Regions from separate parts of the Mus musculus genome. Here region 1 is linked to region 2. The links are chromatin contacts, called in public HiChIP or PLAC-seq maps. All regions are on one chromosome and are shown on one strand. The core of a region is the stretch at or near the end of the contact, and the rest is flanking DNA. Distances in the headings are between cores, read along the strand shown.

Region 1 (3,020 bases), core at 404-2,903, 930 kb before region 2:
GAAACAGGCTTAGAAAGACATACATATTTTTATAATCTATGTCTCAGAATGTCATACCTTTTGGAGGGTAGGGTGGGGCATAAAGGAGTTAGCTTAAATTTATAACTCCATGTTATAACCCAGTATTGTGGAAAAGTTAGGGTAGGGACTTCAAATTTGTCACATCACATCCAGAGCCAAGAGCTGAGAGAAAAGAATGCATGCACGTGTACTTGCTTGTTTGTATCTTTATTTCTGCACTTCTAGCTCAAGACACCTTGCCTAGGGAATGGTTCTGCCCACAATGGGCTGAGTCTTCCCACATCTATTTATTAAGGCAGTGCCCTACAAACAGACCCACAGGCCAATTCTGTGTAGATAATCAATCTCTCATTGCAGCTGCTTTTCCAAATGATTCTAGGTTTTGCCACTACTGCACCCTGACATCACGTTACATTTTGAGAAAAATGTTTTCAGCTAATATCCCAGACAACTATTCCTGAACAGAAATAATAGCTCTGCCACTTACACAGGGCTTGAAAGTTAACATTTAGGTTTATTTGGATGGTAAGTGTTGTTATCACACTGTTGTTGCAGTAGAAACTAAAACACAGGAGACTAGTATAGAATCATGCAGCTTTTCCTTCCTCCAAAATGTCTTGATGGAGTGAACTACTTTGAACTCATGATAGCATGAGATCCATCGTGCTGTGAAGAGGTGGAGCTCCTCTTGTTGACAGAAGAATTTGCCCTACTCAGGAGACATCTCACTAACCCAGCTCCTGATAGAGAAGCCAGTTCTGCAAGGAGTAATCACGCTGTAAGCATCACATTATATGCAGGTTTGAGTGACCACCTACAGCTGACTTGAGAGTTGCCTATGGCATCTTGGAATGGGAATTCAATTTGGAAACAGTGACTTCTAACCAGTGAGACGGCTGATGGGTGGGAGAAGAACCTTATTTTGCAAATCTTTAAACGTGCCAACAGCAGAGGGCAGTGAAGAGGCAACTTAATGGGTGAAGAGGCGTTTGACCAGAAGCTTAGTGGTTAGGACTCTAAGGAGCCAACAACCCTTTATGAAAGAGGATGCTGGGAAGGGAAGCGATGCTTGTAAGGTTTTCCTACTCCAGGTACAAAGAATTTATTCTTCTGGTTCTCCCTAGCTTCTGACAACCCAGGTAAATATGAGTTGGACAAATAAATTCTTTAACGGGCCCAGGACACTTTGCATGTTAACGACTACAAACTCTCAGTCGTTTTTGAGGACAATGCCATCCCTACGCGAGAGGGATTATTTGGGGAGCTACAGAATCTTTGGGAAGGAGTTTAGATAATAGGCCAAACGAAAACCTCAGCCTTCTCCCAGAAAGGGTACAGTGACTGAGACATGTGGCAATAGGCTGCTGAAGTTGAAACCTCGGGTAGAGGAGCCAGAGCCTGGAGGCTGCCCAGCGGCTCCCCCAAGTGTACTCAGCCTCTCACCACAGGTCACAGCTGCCCTGAGGCTAGCCGCTGGCAGAAAAAGCTTCGGAACTCCCAGAGGCAGCGGGACAGCTGCTGCCTTGTTCTTCAGCTCAGCGGTGGCTTTCTCCTTCTTTTCTTCTTCCTTCCCCCTCTCTCTCCCCCTGCAGAAATCAGTCATTCCCTTCCCTTGTCCCACGCCTCCGCGCAGGATCCTCCCACTCCGGCTCCTAAAGCGTTAACCCCGGAGTGTCCCAAAGCCCCACCACTAGCTCCCAAGGTTCCTAAAAAGGAACAAGGTTTGTCCAGACAGAGACTAATAGATCAAAGGCAGGGCATACTTCCTGTTGCCCCGACCTTATATAAAACGTCATGATTGCCTGGGCTGCAGAGACGCACCTAGCACTGACCCAGCGGCTGCCTCCTGAGGTTTCCCGAGGACCACAATGAACAAGTGGCTGTGCTGCGCACTCCTGGTGGTAAGTCGTGGGCAGGAGGCTGCTGACCACCTGGGCTCGGGACCTCCCCTCCTGCTGATGGGGACCAAGCCCGGCTACCTCAGGAGGGAGCTGGGGTTTGGTTGGAACACGAAGCCTCTTTCTAGCTACAGCAGCAGGCTGCCCTGAAGAGTGAATGGCTTTTTCATGAAAAGTTCCAGCTGAGTTTATGCAGATGGGAGAGGGACACGGAGAGAGGCCTTTTTAAAGACTTTTTTGCTTGGTTTTTATTCATTTTATTTACCTTATTTATTTACTTACTTATGTTCTTATGTGGAACACCATACCTTCGCTTCACCGAACTTTTTTATTACTGCAGGTGTTGGAAAGAGAGGCCAGACTTTTTTGAAACTTCTGTAGAAAAGTTTGGATGGAGAGGATAGTCTGAAACAACATTAGCCTAACTTACATATGGGTTGTGGGCAATACAGAAAATATTCTCTTATTTTTCTGTGCAATTTGCTGTTTTACTAAAGTTCTATTAGTCTAGTTCTCAACTTCAGTAGTGTGAAAAATATGAACAGACTAATGATTATTACGTTGTAGAATATAGTTAAACAACCAGATCAGTTCAACTATAAAGAAAGATGGTTCAAACCTGTTTTGAAACGTTGTTTGGAAAATAAAGGAATCTCTTTTATTGGCTCAGGCATTTGGCAAATTGTTATTTAGGTTTATAGACAAGTTTTTTCCATGCCCCAAATTTGTTTCCTTCACATCAGTAGCCTGTGAAACACATGAAGTTACAAATCAGACAGAGAAGTCTGTCTTTGAGTGATTTCTCTGTCTGGAATGCACTAGAGTCAGTGTTTCAATTTCATCCTCCTGCTCACATAGTGAGAATTAAAAACTATGTAGTCTTTCCCTGAGCTTCAGGGACACACAGACAATCATATGTAATACCAAAGTCACTTAGGAAAAAGTGGACAGGAGAGTATACATACATATGCCAACTTCATGTGTACATATGCAGATATGTATACATGTATATACATATATATTACATATATCCACTAATATGGACATATGGAGAATTTTCTAATTTTACTTTATTTTAGGTGTATATGTGGTTCCCTTGCA
Region 2 (3,113 bases), core at 237-2,736:
GGGTCACTTGTGGCTCTAATCTCTACCTTTACCTGAACCGTTTTCATCCTGCTCGGAAAATGACTGAACCCTTACTCTTGTTTCAGGCCTCTCTAAATCCTGTGGTGGGGACAAAGTAAATCATGAAAACCTACTTCATCTTTGGCAGGTTCAAAATGGGCAGAGGTTTCAGAATGTACCAAAATATCCCACCCAATATCTCTTCCCTTCTTTATTCAAACAAATCTGAAACAACAAAGGTTGAAAACTTTCCACTCTGCCTTATTATAACCATACCATGGGTACACAACCGGCTGGGGTTTTCAGTAGCCCGAGGGAGGTAGGGATGTGTCTGCTCCCAGCTCACTCACTCCCACAATAAACAATCACTAAACAGCTTGCTGCCCTAGGCAACTGCTTGTCCAGCTTGGCCAGGCTCTGAGGCTAGGGTGGGTAAGTGTTCTAAGCCAGAATTCAGGCTGTGAGGCCAGGTAATGCTTGGGAGTCTAGCACAGCTTGGAGGTCCTGGAGGTTCCTTTCAGAATCATCCAATTAAGTTCACTCAGAATGACAGGGGCTTGGGGCAGGGGAGTCGACAGAAGGAAGGTCAATTGAAGGAACCGTGGCACATTTATTGTAAATACATTTTTTTTTTTTTTTTTTTTTTTGCTTCAAAGGTTCCCTTCTACAGCTAGGGCCAGGTGACATCTTAAAAATACCACCTCAGGAAGAATAACAACACCGATGGGGGCAAAATGAAATGGCTTTCTTTTCAGCCATTAGATCCCTCCCGGCCCAATATCAGTGAATAGAACAGGTGGGAGGGATTCGGGAATGGAAGAGAGGGCACGCAGATCAGATGGCTTTAGGAGGTGTCTTCTCACACTCAGCCACAGATCCATCGGACTGTGACAATTCCTCCTTATTGTTGAGGATTAGGGTGTCTCGGCGAGGAAGACAGAAAAATAGGTGGATTACATAGGGGAATTAGAAAGACCACTTAAACGTTAAAAACAAGACCCACCAAAAAATTGGTCCTCAGCGGGTCCAAGTGTGGGGGGAGAGACATCCCGACCTGCGCTCGCTTTCCATGAAGTCCCCACCCCCCTTCCCCTCGCTTCTCCATTTTCAAGGCATCCTTCTCCAGGAACCGGTCCTCTCAGCCTCCCGGCGGGGAGGCGTTCCCGGCTCGTGGAGACCCGGGGCATCCCGAGCAGCGGGCTGCTGGCCACGTCCCCACACTTCCTCCCGCGCCTCTGGGGCCCGTCTGGTCCGGGTTGCATTCCCGGCCCGGCGTGCAGAAGGCCGGCGGTGGGCGACGCCCGGCCGGCTAGCGCTCCGCCCGCCGCCCGTGCGCTCCTGGGTCCCCGCGCCCGCGCCGCGCCGCGCCGCGCCGGCGCCTCTGCCGGCCGCCGGGGGTTATGAATGGGCGCAGCGGAAGCCCCGCCCCACCCGGACGTGACGCCCGGCCAATGGCAGCGCGGGCTGCGTGGATGGATGAGGTCAGCGCTGTCGTGTCGGGAATGGAATGTGTAAGTGTAACATTCAGAACCGGGTAACATTCGGCGACCGAACGCGGCGGTCGGCAGTGATAGCGCGGGGCCTGCGAAGCACCGCTCGGGGCCGGCACTGCCCGCGGGGAGGACGCGCCGCCGCCGCCGCCCCGCGCCGCCTCGTGCCGCCGGCCGGGCCGCCGCGCGCCCGGGGAGCCGGCCCCGTGAGCGCAGGAGTAAACACCGGCGGAGTGTGGGAGCCGCTGCAGAAGGGAATAAAGAGACATGCAGGGATTTGTGAGGTTACGGCGCCCCAGCTGCAAGATGCACTAGCCGGCTGAAGCCGGGGCGGATTGACTTGTTGGAACCGTAGTGCTCTGCACCGGAGTGTGGATGAGTTGAAGTTGCTTTCCCCGGGCTCGTTCTCCACGCCGCCGAGAGGAATCCGAGCGGAGAGGCAGTCACTTCGTCTTGCCATTGATTGGGTATCGGGAGCTTTTTCTTCCCTGCTCTCTTTCTTTTCCTCCGTCTTGTTGCATGCAAGAAAATTACAGTCCGCTGTTCGCCCGCCCTGGGTGCGAGATCTTCTGCCCGGCTCTCTCCCGTGCATTGTGCAGCCCAAAGATGAAAGACCGAAGGGGAGAAAGTTAAAGAAATCGCCCACATGCGCTGGATCAGTCCACGGCTTGGGGAAAGGCATCCAGAGAAGGTGGGAGCGGAGAGTTTGAAGTCTTTACAGGCGGGAAGATGGCGGACTGGAGCTGAAAGTGTTGATTGGGAAACTTGGGTGATTCTTGTGTTTATTTACAATCCTCTTGACCCAGGCAGGACACATGCAGGCCAAAAAACGCTATTTCATCCTGCTCTCAGCTGGCTCTTGTCTCGCCCTTTTGTTTTATTTTGGAGGCGTGCAGTTTAGGGCATCGAGGAGCCACAGCCGGAGAGAAGAGCACAGTGGTCGGAATGGCTTGCACCAGCCCAGTCCGGATCATTTCTGGCCCCGCTTCCCGGACGCTCTGCGCCCTTTCTTTCCTTGGGATCAATTGGAAAACGAGGATTCCAGCGTGCACATTTCCCCCCGGCAGAAGCGAGACGCCAACTCGAGCATCTACAAAGGCAAGAAGTGCCGCATGGAGTCCTGCTTCGATTTCACCCTTTGCAAGAAAAACGGCTTCAAAGTCTACGTGTACCCGCAGCAGAAAGGGGAGAAAATCGCCGAAAGTTACCAAAACATTCTAGCGGCCATCGAGGGCTCCAGGTTCTACACCTCGGACCCCAGCCAGGCGTGCCTCTTTGTCTTGAGTCTGGATACTTTAGACAGAGACCAGTTATCACCTCAGTATGTGCACAATTTGAGATCCAAAGTGCAGAGTCTCCACTTGTGGAACAATGGTAGGAATCATTTAATTTTTAATTTATATTCTGGCACTTGGCCTGACTACACTGAGGACGTGGGGTTTGACATCGGCCAGGCGATGCTGGCCAAAGCCAGCATCAGTACTGAAAACTTCCGACCAAACTTTGATGTTTCTATTCCCCTCTTTTCTAAGGATCATCCCAGGACAGGAGGGGAGAGGGGGTTTTTGAAATTTAACACCATCCCTCCTCTCAGGAAGTACATGCTGGTATTCAAGGGGAAGC

Evidence for each region. HiChIP or PLAC-seq counts read pairs in DNA pulled down with a chosen protein or histone mark.
Region 1: an H3K4me3 HiChIP or PLAC-seq map of forebrain shows a contact between it and region 2, with 6 times the contacts expected there. The contact joins the promoter of Tnfrsf11b here to the promoter of Ext1 in region 2.

The regions. Positions count from the first base shown.
Region 1 is chr15:54,277,117-54,280,136 of GRCm38.p6, reverse strand. It overlaps Tnfrsf11b (tumor necrosis factor receptor superfamily, member 11b (osteoprotegerin)), which reads left to right and starts at 1,653. Exons shown (of 5, transcript NM_008764.3): 1 at 1,653-1,922. The coding sequence starts at 1,890.
Region 2 is chr15:53,344,556-53,347,668 of GRCm38.p6, reverse strand. It overlaps Ext1 (exostosin glycosyltransferase 1), which reads left to right and starts at 1,486. Exons shown (of 11, transcript NM_010162.2): 1 at 1,486-3,113. The coding sequence starts at 2,306.